Linked DNA regions of Mus musculus: region 2 is linked to region 1. Evidence: chromatin contacts called from public Hi-C data. All regions are on one chromosome and are shown on one strand. Each heading gives the region's core, a stretch centred on a gene start, on an enhancer-like site or on the middle of the called end of the contact. The rest is flanking DNA. Distances are from core to core; before and after follow the strand shown. Region 1 has its middle 80 kb from the start of Gm24869. Region 2 has its middle 25 kb from the start of Gm24869.

Region 1 (3,301 bases), core at 572-3,071:
TTCTTCCATCATCCTCCCACGTGCTTGATACTCATTCCCACAAATATTCTCCACATGTCTGTTTGTGTGAATTAAAAAAGTCAAGTTCTTTAAGGGTATAATGCATCTCCTCATTGGTTGCACTCTGTTCCTTACTTCTAGGGTCCCAGTGAGCTCTAGGTCTGGTTGTAGGTCTAATACTATAACCAAACCTAGGTTATAGGTCTAGAGGTAAAGGTGAGTGGTGAAAATGGGCCCTTGATGTGTCATAAGCACTTTCAGGCAACAAACAAACGTGACTTTAGTCTCTGGGTGGTGTCAGCACCTCCAGGAAGCCTTTCAAACCAGCCAGCATTAGGCTTCTTCCGACTTGTCCTAGTATTTTATCCCTTTTACTCTCAAAACAGTTGTGGATAAACTGGTAGCCTTCCAATTATACATTTGCCTCTCATCTCCCGAGATTTTATTACAGACCTCTCTATGTCCCCAGAGTCAGCACATAATGAACTCTCAGAACATACTTGATAGTTTCCCATCATCTTCTCACTTGCTCTCTGCCCCCTTCTCTGTGCATTTTGTTCCTGCCTCTGTGCACAGCCTGCCCTAGCGTGGTGAGTTCTCACTCAAGGGCCTTGACATTCAGGATCTGTCTGCGTACTTCCTCTTGCTCTCTGTAAGAAGACCGTATTTTCTTCTCTATAATTACACCTAGTCCCATGTAATCTCTGGGTCTCTCCAGTCCTTCCCCAAAAGCGCTTGCCTGGCGTGGTGACTTGATTTGGGTCAAGAAGCCACAGTTAATAGTGACAGCAAGAAGACAGAACCAAAAAGAGCAAACGAAGAAGGGTTTCAGGTGAGCACGAAGCCACAGATTGCTGATTTTAGGCTGGTCTGGAACCCCACAGCCTCATGGTATGCCTGTGAGCAGGCAAGAGAGAAAAATTCAGCCATGTAGCTAGGGAGCTTAGAACTACAAAAGTAAGAGCTGGAGGGGGCAGCAGGGAAACTGAGCTGCATAGCTTGCTTAAGTCTTCTTCTAATGAACAATTACTTTTCCAAGAAGAAAACTAGAACAGACCCCACCCCAACATAGAAGAACTGAATTTCAAAATAAATGAAAGACGTGGTTTTGCTTTCATTCCCCTTTCACATACTTGTCATCCAACCACTAACTCACATACCCACACCTCCACACCACACTCACATAACACACACATATACACATATACAACACACACACACCTCCATATACCCATACCATACTCGCATACCATACATATATACACATATACAACACATGTACACACACAGAGACACAGACATCCATACACCCACACCATACTCACATACAAAACACATTCATTACACATCCAGACACACGCTCACATACCACTGCCACCACTAACATCCCACCTTGATGCTTAGAATGGTCTCTGAAGATTTCTTGGCTTGTTGATAGTCAAGTTTGAATATTTCTACTTAAGAAAAATCATGCATGAGTTTATTAAGAATGGACCCAAATCTGAGAGTCACTGGTTTCCTTGTTTTCTAATAATTAATTTATACTACCACCCTGGTCAAAACCGAGAAAACTTATTCTATAGATACGTCTGTCTTCCTAGTGTCAGGGCTGATAAACCACCTCAGTGTGGACCTGACTTTAGGAGGCATGTCACTGCAAAACTTTGAAAATGGATCTAACTTTGCTCAGAAAGGAGAAACTGTATAGCATCCACACTGAGGTTGTTTGTAAAAATTAAGACCAAAGTGAACCTGCTTGGCAGGCCGGAAAGGAAGCCCTTGTTTCTGTGTGCATGAGTGGTTTTACACCACCATCCAGTGGCAGAAAAGCAATATTGCACCTAAAAATGGTTCTTGTGTCCTGTCTTTATTTTTAATTCTGTCTTCAGTTCCGAGAAGACAGATTCTTCTCCTTCCTTCTTCTATGACCCACAGTGACCTCATCATCTCAGAGTCTTAAAACGTACAGACTTAAAGCCTAGTGTCTGTATGTGAGTATTTTTTGAGGGGGGAGAGAGCTTTGAAAAACCTTCCTGGATGATGAACCCCCAGTTGACAGCAGTCTGAGAAAGCTAATTCCTGAGTGCTAATTCTGGCTCTTCATTTTACCTTCTGTTGTTATTTTTCTTTTGTTTTTTTTCTTTATCTGGCAGTCGAGATCAGACCCAGAGCTATGGACATGCAAGGCAAGCACTCTACTCACTGAGCTGCATCCTCAGATTTGGAGTGTTGGGGATCAAGGTGTTGCTATGTGACTCAGTCTGGCACTGACCTCATTATGCATCCCAAGCTGACCTCAACCTGGCAATCTTCCTGCCTGGACCTCCCAATACTAAGATTATAGGCAAATAACCCACATACTGTTGGAGAAAACATCAGTGATTAAAAAGCACAAAGTATGGTGCCTGAAGAGAAACCATATGTCCAAGTCCAGAACAGCAGACAATAAGCCAAACTTCTTTACTTCCTCTTTATTATGATTCTATTTTCTAAGTGGCAACCACACTTGCGATGGGTGAGATTATGTTTTGTTCCTAAAACGCGGAGAAGGCGCCCTTGCCTGTCACCCTGGGTGACCTGTACGGGCCACACAGCCAGCTGTTAAGACAGCTTCCTCTTTGATGTCGCCTTTGGATGTGTTTCTGACTCTAATTCACAAACTTCCAGATTAAACTGAGAAAAAAAAAATGTCTTGCTTTCCAGTACAAAGTTCTAATCATGTCTTTGTTTTTCAATTGCTGAAGTAATTTGGAATAAGTATTCATTGTTTATAATGGAAGTGTTATTTTATCCCTAGCCTTTGTTTCTCTTACTGGAAAAATAGAGTGTGGAGGGAATGGCCTTAGAGAACTAGAAGGTGTCTTACCCTTCTAGAACATGGAGGCAAAATTCCTTAGGATTCTAGACTATCAAAATCCTTAACCTTTAACTTGTCAAAGGTACACACACACACACACACACACACACATATATATATATCAACTTCTGGGAGAATGGTATATGAGGAAAAGGGTGTATTTTATAGGACCTTCCAGGTGAAATATCATCAAATGAATAGTTATGTTAATATAATAGACATGATTTTAGTGTATTGATGCATTTGTGGGAGTGAAGGAAAATAAATCTATGAACTAAATAGTGACAGTTACAGACTAATGCATTGTGAGTTATCAGTGAGCCTGAGGAGGCTTGACTGCCTGGAACTAAGTATTGATGTCACTCTGCAATTGCCACCCAACTAGGGTTTTAGATCATACAACTTAGATCCAATAGTGTAGTCAACAGCTTAATTAAATAAACA
Region 2 (3,301 bases), core at 369-2,868, 55 kb after region 1:
GTTCTGTTGGCCAGAAGTATCCACTATTCTGCTTCCAAACCACTCACTAAACCTACCCACATGGCTTCACCAGATTTAGGTGCCTGGGATGTACCCAGGACAGAAAAAAGAAATAAATGTGTCAATCAAAGCAATGTGTGGAAGAGAAGGACTTTGGCCTCACAGCCCAGGAGGCTGGCAATGTTTACGTCTCTTCCCAACTGTGCATCCAATATTCAGCTGACCACACCTAGTCCATCAAGTTGCCACCATCTTTTGTAACCTTCCTCAAGGCACAGGGCCACACTCTTGCTGCAGGCCTTTATTGGATTTTGTATCTATGCAAGCAGTGTGTCCCTAGACTAGGAGATTGTAGAGCTATTATAGCGTCATTATGTAGAGCAGAAAGGTCTTAGCTTCACCCAATTGTTACTCTTTAAAGGTTACTCTTCTTGCCAAGCATCCTTCCCTGCTACTGAAAGCAATTCTGTAGCTTGGGTTATCCGTTAATAGTGGAAGCGAGTCATTCATTCCCTTTATGTGATTTTGGTGGCATTCACGCAACTCTACATTTGAAAATTAAAAATGCTTAAGTGAGTCTCCATGACCTCGATTACCTGAAAATATCAGGGATTTGCCTATTACTAAGAATTAAGAAAAACACCAAGACAGAACTGTTTGGAGCAGAGACTTAGTGCTTCTCTGTTTTGTTTTCTTGGCCTTGTAAGACTCCTGGTGTGACAGGATGAGTAATTTATATAAACTGTACTTTGCATAGTAACAGGGCCTCTATTATTTAATAAAGAAATTAGAGAAAGAAGACATCTTCTCTAGAGGATCATCATGACACGGAAAATACCAAGAGATACTAGAATCTACAGGGACACTTTGAGTGAGTGGTCCTGCATTGGACACTCAGAGACATGTTCAATAATGAGGCTATGAATACTCCACAGTCTCCAAACTCAAGTGTCCTGACACTCAAGTTCCATCTTTGAAAAAGTCTACCTTAAAATCTGTAAGAGCTACCAGCAATAAATAAAGGTGAAGCTAAATGCTAAATTCCATAATAAACGCCAACTTACAACTCTAAGAAAGAAGATGCAATCAACATCCAGGTCTAGGACAGAAGAAACAAACTGTAAACAAGTCAATACAAAAAGGAGAATAGTCAGAGGCTGATTCCTCTTGAGGTTCCAGAAACCACATAGACATAACTTCGAAAGGACATGGTGTTTACATAGAATTCATTCTCAGTATTTGACACAACCCAGTTTACCAAAATAGTTTGTTCACAGATGTTGATTTATTATGCCTCTTTCCAAAACATACTCAACTCTAACAAATGATTCATAATTTCTTGACAGTTTCCTTTTGAGTGGAGATCACTACAGATATTTAAAAAAAAAACCCTCAATGTAATTTCACATATAATGTATGTAGTTTTACACTGTGAAATTGAGGTCAATGCCAGCATTCAAAGATATTTTATCACCCACCATCTTAATTTATGTAAGCAATCGCTATGATGTTCTCACAACAAAGTCACTTATGGACACACTTCTCAGAAGGTATCCCGATTACCAAGCAACATATGACTGTGTCTTTCACCCATCACTCTTTGTGGTTCTTTTCATGCAGGTTCTAGTGAAACACGGAGGAGATCAGTGGTAATCTGTGGTTCCATCTCTACAGCCTTTGAGCATCTCTTCCCCACCTCGTTTCCTTCTGTGGTTTATACTGATTTTGATGTATTGCTTTAGCCTCTGGTGCCAATTCCTCCAGTTTATGTCCTGTCTGTAGAGTTTTCTCTTCTTCAGCTAAATATCTTCCCCCAAATTCTGATGTGAACAAGCAATTACCTTCTTAAGGTTCTCAGTGATTCCTCATTACATGTAGCTACAATATTGAGAGTATGTGCACACCCCTCTGTATACAGAACAAAAGTATTCTGAGGAGAATTCAGTCGAGAACAACTGTAAAAGAACTGAATTCCAGATATCCTGTTGGCTCTCATTCCCAATCACATGTGCTCAAAGTAATTGCAGTGATTTCATTTGTCTACACACACACACACACACACACACACACACACACACACACACACACACACACACATATACACAAGATTGATGTACCTGCCCAGGCCACCAAATTGGAAGGGAGAAACCTGAGCACCTGCCTCCTGCACCACTACTGCACGAATGTGTGATGGAGAGATGGGAAAGATGGAGGATGGACTATGTGGTGGAAAGACTGAAGAGAAATGTGAAGCAAAGGAATGAGTATACTGTGGCAAAGGTGGAACTGGAGACTCAGTGGTAGTAAGGAACATGCAGATACGAGGAGATCATGGTGAATTCCTGACCCTAGATGCTGCCAAGGGTCATGGCTGGGTCCATGGTCTTGCTTCAGCTGTGGACTGTGCCGAAGTCTGTGGCCCAAGTTTCCACCAACAGCCAAGAGGATTCCATAATCTGGGTGTATGCTGGAGACCATGTGGATATCAGAGGGCTATGCTGCCCCCAAGGTCCATGCTGATCTAAGTGGCCTGGCTGCAGGCCCAAGGCCATGGGGACATCTGGGTCCATGTTTTCTGAGTCCATGCTACTTTGGGAGCCAAGGTCTGTGTTGATGCCCAAGGTCCACGTTGCCACCCAAGACCATGCATATATCCCTGGTCTGGACTGTCACTTGAGGCACTGTGTTGAGCTGCCCCTGCCCCTAATCAGCTACCATGCTAGGGAGAGCTGGCTAGCCCTATCCTTCACCTAGCAGCACAGTAAAACTAACCCTGATGGCAGCGGAGGGGAGAGCCAGCTCCAAGGGCATGAGAGCAGGAGAACTGACATGGCATTGGGTGAGCCAGCTGGAGCAGTGCTCAAGAGCCCACCCTGGTGATTTGCGCACAGGAGAGTTGGTAGGCTGACCAATTCAGATACCTCTCAGGCCCAGATCCAAGGCTTTGAGTTGGTCCACCCCAACATCTACCTCACCTATGATCAGCTGAAACACATGATGGACAGTCCTGCAGATCCAAAGCTGCAGGATTTCCATCACACAGGGCAAAAAGAGAATATCAGAGAGGAGTTCCTGTGAGGATCCAGTATAGATAGTGTAGCAGAAGTCGCCCATTTCATCTACAGACAATTCTGTCTAGAGAAGGACACATGTTGCAGAATAGTCAACTACTGGCTTTATTGAGACAGGGACAGTGGCCCTTACATTTTCTGCATAAGTCTGTCAGATTGGTGATCCTTGGCCAGAAGGCCGGAGATGGATGCCCTTGGATTCTAAACGATTGGGGCACTGTGCAGATAGT

The links. Hi-C and Micro-C count contacts between places; a contact is called where the count stands out from the background.
Region 2: a Hi-C map of group 2 innate lymphoid cells shows a contact between it and region 1, with 2.1 times the contacts expected there. The contact joins two enhancer-like sites. A contact is called at or near these places in 2 of 15 datasets of contacts at CTCF or cohesin (CD8 T cells and pro-B cells), 19 of 484 Hi-C or Micro-C datasets (the CH12 cell line, ECoMG-derived neutrophils, the P5424 cell line and 12 more) and 2 of 115 datasets of contacts at active chromatin or transcription factors (CD8 T cells and bone marrow-derived dendritic cells).

What each region holds. Positions count from the first base shown.
Region 1 is chr4:102,654,905-102,658,205 of GRCm38.p6, forward strand. No RefSeq gene overlaps it. Among named protein-coding and RNA genes, the nearest start is that of Gm24869, 80 kb to the right of the region's middle. Within about 2 kb of position 1,822, at least 53 of the 459 cell types and tissues checked have an H3K27ac peak or open chromatin away from gene starts, as enhancers often do. A contact at or near this core is called in CD8 T cells and group 2 innate lymphoid cells, where this site is marked.
Region 2 is chr4:102,710,328-102,713,628 of GRCm38.p6, forward strand. No RefSeq gene overlaps it. Among named protein-coding and RNA genes, the nearest start is that of Gm24869, 25 kb to the right of the region's middle. Within about 2 kb of position 1,619, at least 21 of the 459 cell types and tissues checked have an H3K27ac peak or open chromatin away from gene starts, as enhancers often do. A contact at or near this core is called in CD8 T cells and group 2 innate lymphoid cells, where this site is marked.